2 separate regions of the Zea mays genome follow, and region 1 is linked to region 2. A link is a contact called in public Hi-C data. All regions are on one chromosome and are shown on one strand. Each heading gives the region's core, a stretch centred on a gene start, on an enhancer-like site or on the middle of the called end of the contact. The rest is flanking DNA. Distances are from core to core; before and after follow the strand shown. Region 1 overlaps LOC103638683 (SPX domain-containing protein 1). Region 2 holds the start of LOC100284691.

Region 1 (4,387 bases), core at 1,056-3,555, 180 kb after region 2:
CCAAATAGCTTCATGGTCTAGAGGTAAGGAGTAGACTCCTCACACCATGTAAGTCTACTTGAGTATTAGTATACATAGTCTTGCTTGTGACACCACTTTTTCAGGTATCTTGCAAGATATGGTTGATGGTGTGACTTGGCCTTCCACCCTGCCACCGGGTTGGATGGTCGAGTGGGATGTTGCCTCTACAGGAGAGGATCAGGAGGAGTGACTTGGCCAAGCTTCACCATGTTACTCAGTATCTTCGTTAGTTTATTTCCACTACACTAAGGACTATGGTTTACTGTTTTCAAAACTTGGATGATGTAATAACTATTGGTACTCTTTAAATTGTGGTATTATGCTTTATTGTATTTCTCGGTGACTCACCTTCGAGTGAGCAAGTGGTACTCGATCTGGTTTAAGTGGTATTATCGGACTAGATCTAACGGACTGGAAATTTATTCTGATTTAAGTGTGTCGATGTCTCTAAGGTGGGACTTGAGTACTTAAGCTGGAATAATCTAGGAGGTTCTACCACATTTACCTTTCCTTGTTTCCCATCTCCAAAGATGGTCATGTCATGGAAATCCTTATTCTTGATGTAGAAAGTGAACATCTTCTTCTCCTCCGTCATGTGGTTTATGCATCCGCTATCATTAATCTAGGTTGAGCCCTCGAATGCATAAACCTGCAAGGAATTTAGGCTTGGGGTTTAGATCCCCAACTAGTGGGTCATGTTAAGTTAGTTACAAAATATTTTGGAACCCAAATGCAAGTCTTACCCTTCTTGCATTTTGGTCCCACATTTGAAGCAACAACTTTATCATTCTTGCAATACAATACATAAGAAGCATCACATGTATGAAATAGCATAGAGGGACCATGAGATACATTCCTAGCCTTAGACGCATGAGAAACAACATGTTTAAGGTGCCTAGATCTACCATGAACATGTGAAGAACTAGATGTAGCATCATGGCATGAGAGGAATAAATAACATCATGACACATAGCAGGCATAGCATGATCAACACAAGCATCATGATGAATATTATGAGCATTCTTCACATTAGCATAGATAATAGCATGATTCTTTCTATCATGTGAACGATGAGAGCTACTAGCCATAGGCGCCTTCCCCTTCTCCTTAATAAAGTTAGAGGCCTTATGGATCTTTGTGTCCTTGGCTCCCCTATGGAAGCCAAGTCCATCTTTAATGTAGGGATGTCTAACAATGGTGTAGCAAATTTTATCTTTTCACATTCATCTTTGCAAGTTTTAAGTTGAGCATGAAGTTTAGCAATATAATCATTCAACTTTGAAATCATAGAGACATGATCATTGCAAGCATCAATATCAAAATCCTTACATCTATTGCAAATAGATGCATGCTCCAAAGATGAACTAGCAACACTCAACTTTTCTATTCTAACATTTAAATCAACATTTGTACTCTCAAGGGTATAAATAGAAGCATGACACGAAGATAACTCAAAAGATAGCAATTCATTTTTCTTCATGGCTAAAGCAAGGGATTTTTCTACTTTCACACATTTATCATGTTCTTCATGAAGCAAATCCTCTTTCTTTTCTAAAAATCTATCCTTCTCATTTAAAGCATCAATTAATTCATTAATTTTATCTAGTTTGGATCTATCTAAGCCCTTAAAAAGATCACTATAGCCTACATCATCATTGTTATCGTCATCGCTAGAAGAATTGTACTTGGGAGTGTCATGTGTATGTACATGTAGGACCGATAAGACGACCAGAGGGAGTGGGAGCCACTAAAAATTCTCGACTTGCGAGCATGTGACTTTGGCCCTGTTTGATACAGTTGTTGCTTGTTGAAAAGGCAGCTTATCTGATAAGCTGGTAAAAAGCAGCTTCTGTTTATTGGCTACTTTTAGTTTATTTTAAGAAGTTGCTGAACTGATAAGCTGCTGCAGAAGCTATTTGTTTGGCAGAATTTCTGCTTAAATTTATTTAAAAAAAGCTGAAAATAAGCCGTGCCGAACAGGGCCTTTGATCCCAAAGTTCAACCCGGAAGCCCTCTAAAGACTCAAAGCAGCATATTAGAGTGCAACACAGACCAGTGTTATTCAAAGTTCAACCTAGAAGCCCTCTAGAGACTCAAAGCAGCATATTAGAGTGCAACACAGACCAGTGTTATTTGTATGCACCAAAAACCTTAAGAACTACAGACCTCACTTTCTGAAAAAAAAAATTAGAGTAAAAACAAAGTCAGGGCGGCAGTGCCAGGGTCCGGGTCCGGCAGTGCCACGCGCATAGGCGGTAGTCCTGGGCACTGAAATATGCCCAGAAAATTCTCAAACTTCTCGGATAGTTTGCGCGGGGTAGAAGATGTTACGTTTGAGCATCACAGGATGCAACGTCAAGCTCGATGCTGAAATGAACTACAACGGTGAACTGAAATGAACTACAAAAAACACATGGATATCAGTTGCGTAGGTTACCACAATGGTGAACTGAAATGAACTATAAATAACTGAAATGAACTATAGGTTGGAAGTAAGACTAGCCACAGTGGTGGGCCTCGACAACTAGAAAAACCACCGCAGTGATTCAGCGTCGATTATGCAAGCTGCAGTGGGCGAGCATGTTACGTTTTGAGCATCACAAGATGCAACGTTGAGCTTCGATGCTCCGAGCTTTCTCCCTCGCATTCCAAGCACCGATACGTTGTATTTTGGCAACGTTGTGGGTGTAGTCTGGAGTAGCAAGCCAAAACCTGTTTTCTCTTTCATTATCACAATCAGAAGCCACACCGAATCATAAGGTTGTATATCAGTAGAAACACATGATCAATTCACAATAGTGAATAAAATCAGCCCAATTCTGTCCGATGGTTGTGCTGGGAATTCTATGATTTAACATGTCCACCATTTCGCAGCTGTTAGGAATCCTGAATTCATACAAATTTCTGAATGGGAGATTGGGATCCCAGTCCCATCTCCAGCAAATGTCCAAGTCTAAAATTTTTAAGTTCAGCCATCAGATGTTTTGCCCATTCGGTCTGTCATTTGGCCGCCTGCTCTATCACTGTTACTTTGCTCCACCTCTCCGGCTCCTCATCTAGTTGCTCTGCCCGGATCTGGTAGCTGTCCTGTGCATTGTTGCCCTGAAGAGGTGGCAACGAGAACATACTGACAGTAGAGCTCTTGCCCCGGATCTCCTTCAGTGACCTAAGGGCCGCGACGGTGCTCTTCATGTACATACTCTCCATGTACTCGATCTCATCTAACTCTGGCATGCCACCACCATTTACCAAGGAAGAACTTGGCTTCGCCAGCTTCTCTTCATCATTAGAGTCTCCTTTTCCATCTTCACTTGAGACAGATGCCTCACTAACCGGAAGGAGCTGCTCCAGCATGGCTTCACACTGCTTCACAAGCTTATACAGGAGATCAGTGGTGAAGAAAGGCTGCTGAAGAACTTTCTGAATGAAGGGCAGCCGGATCAGGGCTCCAGTTCTCTTGTCATATTTCTTGAGAATCTTAACCAATCCTGCAAATGGCAACACGGTAAACCATAATGATGATGAAAGATCTAAATAGCTAAGGTATCAAGAAAGTGATCCATGAGCATAAGTGGTACAGACAAGCTAGAAGGCTGACTATATACTGAATCCACTGTAGTCAGTTTCTCCAAGACCATCATATTATAGGCAAAACTCACAAAAATACTTCAAATTCCAAATAATGTATGATTATCAGATTTCTGTTTCCATGAAATAAAAAATGTATGAACCACAATCAGCAGAAAACAAAATTTACTGAATGCAAATTCATAAGTTTATTTTTCATTAGCTGATACACGCGGAAAATGTTCCTGTTGCCAGCAAAAACTTATGTTGTCTTTGTACCTTCCTGTTTGTCAGCAAAAACTTATATTGTGTTTGTATGGTAGAAAGAGGTTATGACTTCTGAAACAGCATAGCCAAATTGTACCAAATCATGTGCACCGTTAATGAACCTTAATTCTGAGGAAATGTCCCAGAGACAATATGATAACACCCTATAAAGAAAAACGGCAAAAACTTATATTGTCTTTGTATGCGCAATACTAAAGGCGTATTGGTCCACTGAAATGCATAAATCAACATATACTGGGAGCTAAAAAAAAGAACACTTTGCATATGCATATTCCTATTCAGAAAAGTATGTGAAATGAACTAAAACAGAAGTAAAAATCAAGCAACATAGGTACAACAACAAAGTCTTTTAGTCCTAAGCAAGTTGGGGTAGGCTAGAGTTAAAACCCAACAGAAACCACAAATCAAGATCAAAATACATGGATAGCTGTTTTCCATGCACTATATGTCATCATTTTCATTCTCCTTTTATTGTCTCCTCCACCATATCAACTTTGTCGTTCTCATGTCT
Region 2 (4,440 bases), core at 700-3,199:
GAGACTGATTACAGCAGTTGATAGGAGTTTGATCTGATTAGGAGATAGGTTGAGAGTTTGTTGCTTGAAAGACACATGTGTGCATGAGTGTGATTACAGACAAGCTAAGCTAGCCTCTATCCCCTTTTACTTACTCTGTCTCTTTGACACCTATCATGGTTTCCATGTTGTGGCCAAGAGGGACAAGGGCCTCAGCCTACTACCACGCACGACTAAGCCCTTCACTATCCTCGTATTAATATCCCTGCCCGAACACATGATGATCATGCAGAAGTATATAACACCTGAAGATAAAACTAAAAGTTTCAATATGGATGTGGTTTGCACTATGATAAGTAGAACCTGTGCTGTGTAAGCAAATACAATTTTCAGTAAAATCAAGTATATATTAGCTACAACCTACAGAAATAACACCATAACATGGACAAACGAGCATATATGACAACCTTGTAAATTGAGACAGATTAAGTTCCAGAGAAAGATAATGGGCTAAAACAATCAAGCAGCATGGATACTGTACCTGAACATTGTGGTTGTCTATCATTGCAGCCATTGGGGTTTTCAAAAATTGGCCAAACAGAATATTGTACTGTATTTCACAATCTAAGTTCTGCTAGTTTAAGTTTAGTGGTCCTACAAAGTTGAATAGAAGGTGCACCTTTGTTGGTCCTTTGGATGTCAAACAGGAACACTTTGGGTTCACATGCTCAATGTCAATATATAACTTCAGCACAAGAGCGGGATTTTGCCGATCTACCTAAATATTAATGATGTTGATATGATACTGAGTAGTGAGTACAGACATCCAAACTTGATGAAATAGATACAAATGGAAGATTATGACAAGCTAAAAGGACTGAGTAGAAATAAATACAGAGATGATTCTTAATATGAGTACCAGAATCTGAAACTGCGCTTCTATGACTATCCTTTCAGAGGTTCCAATTGAACATTTGAATCCAGCCTAGCGTGTGATCCAACAGCCCCAATTGGTCAATATGAAACTGAGTTCTCCAATGGACTCCAACACTCCATCATATACACATATACAGGTACAGCAGAAGACGGCTAACCGCCTAGAAGTCCATCTGCAGCCACTTCTTGTAGTAAACGCACGTGCTCGGTGAGATTATCCCCTCCGGCGAGCACTCATCAATCCTGGGGCAAACCCCACAAGGAATTCCCTCCATCATCCCTCCCTGCGGAGCCCCAGTCACCAGCCGATAGCACATTGTGCCGGCCCTGACATCCCTGAACTCCCCCGTGCCGGTGCTCTTGACCTCCTCGAGGACCTTGTCGAGAACCATGGTCTTGATGATATCCCTGATCTTGTCGATAGTGTACCCGGCCCTGGGATCGTCCTTCAGAATACCGTGGTGGATCATCTGCACGGTGGCGGCGCCGAGCCTCTCGACCTGCGCCTGGCAGCAGCGGCGCGCAGTGGTTACGGCGTCAGTGTCCAGGCGGCCGTCGTGGTACCAGGTGCCGCCGGTGATCTCGGCAGAGGGCTGGAAGTCGGTGGCCATGAAGATCTTCCTGCTACGGTGGCGCACATCGCTGACCTCCTTGAGGAGCCGCCGCGTCACGAGGGTACGCACGACCTTGGTGGCGATGTTGGGGCCCATCAACAACTTCTTGCGGATATCCAGCATCCACATGCCCTTGTTGCCCGCCTCGAAGATGAGCTTGTACGCCAGGCGCTCCTGGGGGGGCAGTTGGGCGAGGATCGCCGCCGAGATGATCGGCTGCTCGGAATCGGGTGAGGGTTTGGAGGGTTCGGACGGATGTGCTTCAGGTTGATGCTTCGAGGAAGGGGAGGGCTCATCCGGCGGCAGCGCCGGGCGCTTTCGCGGTGGCATGGCGCACGAGAGGCTGGCGGCGGCGCCGCGGGGCAGGGGAGCACAGCTGCAGAAGGGGGGAAGACCGGAAGAGGAGAGCTTTTTGGAACGAATGTATGACCAGTCTTTAAAAAATGCTATCCACAACATTATTATAATAAGGCTCTGTTGGGTTCCATTAGTACTAGGACTAAAGTTTAGTCCAGCAACTAAATTTTAATCTCTACCCTGCTTGGTTGTAGGGACTAAATAGATTCTAAATACATTAAATATAACACATAAAGACTAAAATGCCCATTTTTTGTTTGACACCAGTTTTCTAGAAAGGATAATTAGAGTAAATGTTGTCCTTTAATCCCTTTTAGTACACATATGAAGGACTAGAGACTAAAGTCAATTAGTCACTACTTTAGTCCTTCCGTTTGGTAAAATAGAGACTAAACGAGACTAAAAACAGGAACTAAAGATTAGTCCCTCTAACCAAACGGGGCCTAAGTTCTGCCTTAGTTAATACCCAAACTGGTTTGATCCCTCTTCTAGTGGAATGCTTCTTGTACGGTGTTACGGCAATTTATCTACCTGTCTCGTTTCTCGGAACGGATCGAGTTGTGGAACCAGCTCCCGGTCTTGCTCCTGATGGCGCTCGATTCACCGGCCTCAACAATGGAGACCCCGCCATGAGCGTCGACGCCGTCACTGGCTCTGATCATCCCCGTCGAATATGGAGACTCCACGGGAACCGACGACGACAACCACGGTTCTTTCCTAGTTCAAGCTTCCTTGCCCTCCTCGTGTCCCATAAATTATTCATTACTACACACTACGTCAGATGCATATTGGTACCTCACCATTGAAGATGTTGACCACTCGTTGATTGAGGCACCAGCAGCGTCTGAGGACATCGGTGCTCTGAAAGAGAATTAGACTTACACCTATTTTCTAATTGATTTTGGTGGTTGAATTGCCCAACAAAAATAATTGGACTAACTAGTTTGCTCTAGTCTATAAGTTCTTCAGGTGCCAAAGGTTCACAATAAGCCAATAAAAAGACCAAGAAAAGGGTTCAAACAAGAGAGCAAAGGACAATCCGAAAGGCACTCTGGTCTGGCGCACCGCACTGTCCGGTGTGCCACCGGACAGTGTCCGGTGCACCAGGGCACTTTAGCTTGAACTTGTCACCTTCGGGAAAATCAGAGGGCGCTCCGCTATAATTCACCGCACTGTCCGGTGAGTCACCGGACAGTGTCCGGTGCACACCGGACTGTCCGGTGTGCCAGCGGAGCAACGGCTCCTTCCGCGCCAACAGTCACCTACTACAGCATTTAATGCGCGCCAGAGCGCGCAGAAGTCAGGCACGCGCGAGAAGGCGCACCGGACAGTCTACAGGACCTGTCCGGTGCACCACCGGACAGCCCAGAGGCCCCACAAGTCAGAGCTCCAACGGTCGAACTCCAACGGTCTGCTGACGTGGCTGGCGCACCGGACAGTGTCCGGTGGCGCACCGGACTGTCCGGTGCGCCATGCGACTGCAGCCTTCCAACGGCCATTTTTGGTGGTTGGGGCTATAAATACCCCAACCACCCCACATTCAATGGCGTCCAAGTTTTCCACTCTTCTACACCTTACAAGAGCTAGCATTCAATACAAGACACACCAAAGAGATCAAATCCTCTCCCAACTCCACTCAAAGCTTTAGTGATTAGAGAGAGTGATTTGTCGTGTTCATTTGAGCTCTTGCGCTTGGATTGCTTCTTTTCTTTCTTCATTCTTGTGATCATCTCAATTGTAACCGAGGCAAGAGACACCAATTGTGTGGTGGTCCTTGCGGGGACTTGTTGTCCCGTTTGATTGAGAAGAGAAGCTCACTCGGTCCGAGGGACCGTTTGAGAGAAGGAAAGGGTTGAAAGAGACCCGGTCTTTGTGACCACCTCAACGGGGAGTAGGTTTGCAAGAACCGAACCTCGGTAAAACAAATCATCGAGTCTCACTCTTTATTTGCTCACGATTTATTTTACGCCCTCTCTCTCGGACTCGTTTCTATTTCTAACGCTAACCCGGCTTGTAGTTTGTGCTTAAGTTTGTAAATTTCAGATTCGCCCTATTCACCCCCCCCCCCCTCTAGGTGACTTTCAATTGGTATCAAAGCCAGGTTATTCATCAGAGCCTAACCGCTCGAAGTGATGTCGGGAGATCACGCCAAGAAAGAGATGGGGACCGGCGAGAAGTCCATTTCAAGCCACGGGAAGGCTCCATCAGGAGAGTCCTACAACAAAGGGAAGGGGAAGGAAAAGGAATCCCCTTCACACAAGTCGAGTCGGAGCAGCGACAAGAAGAAGAAGATGAGGAAGGTGGTCTACTACGAGACCGACTCCTCGTCGCCATCCACCTCCGGCTCCGACACGCCGTCCGTCACTTCTAAGCGCCATGAGCGCAAGAAGTTTAGTAAGATCCCCCTACGCTACCCTCGCATTCCTAAACATACGCCATTACTTTCTGTCCCATTGGGCAAACCACCAACGTTTGATGGTGAAGATTATGCTAGGTGGAGTGATATGATGCGATATCACCTAACCTCACTCCACAAAAGTATATGGGATGTTGT

What was found. Hi-C and Micro-C count contacts between places; a contact is called where the count stands out from the background.
Region 1: a contact with region 2 is called in a Hi-C map of tassel, with 4 times the contacts expected there. The contact joins the enhancer-like site here to the promoter of LOC100284691 in region 2. A contact is called at or near these places in 6 of 25 Hi-C or Micro-C datasets (ear, leaf, root tip and 1 more).

What each region holds. Positions count from the first base shown.
Region 1 is chr9:94,719,111-94,723,497 of Zm-B73-REFERENCE-NAM-5.0, forward strand. It overlaps LOC103638683 (SPX domain-containing protein 1), which reads right to left. Exons shown (of 3, transcript XM_020544011.3): 3 at 2,720-3,509. The coding sequence ends at 3,022. Among protein-coding and RNA genes, the nearest start is that of LOC103638683, 9.5 kb to the right of the region's middle. Within about 2 kb of position 2,306, at least 6 of the 20 cell types and tissues checked have an H3K27ac peak or open chromatin away from gene starts, as enhancers often do. A contact at or near this core is called in ear and tassel, where this site is marked.
Region 2 is chr9:94,536,640-94,541,079 of Zm-B73-REFERENCE-NAM-5.0, forward strand. It overlaps LOC100284691, which reads right to left and starts at 1,950. Exons shown (of 1, transcript NM_001366702.1): 1 at 680-1,950. The coding sequence starts at 1,859. The coding sequence ends at 1,077.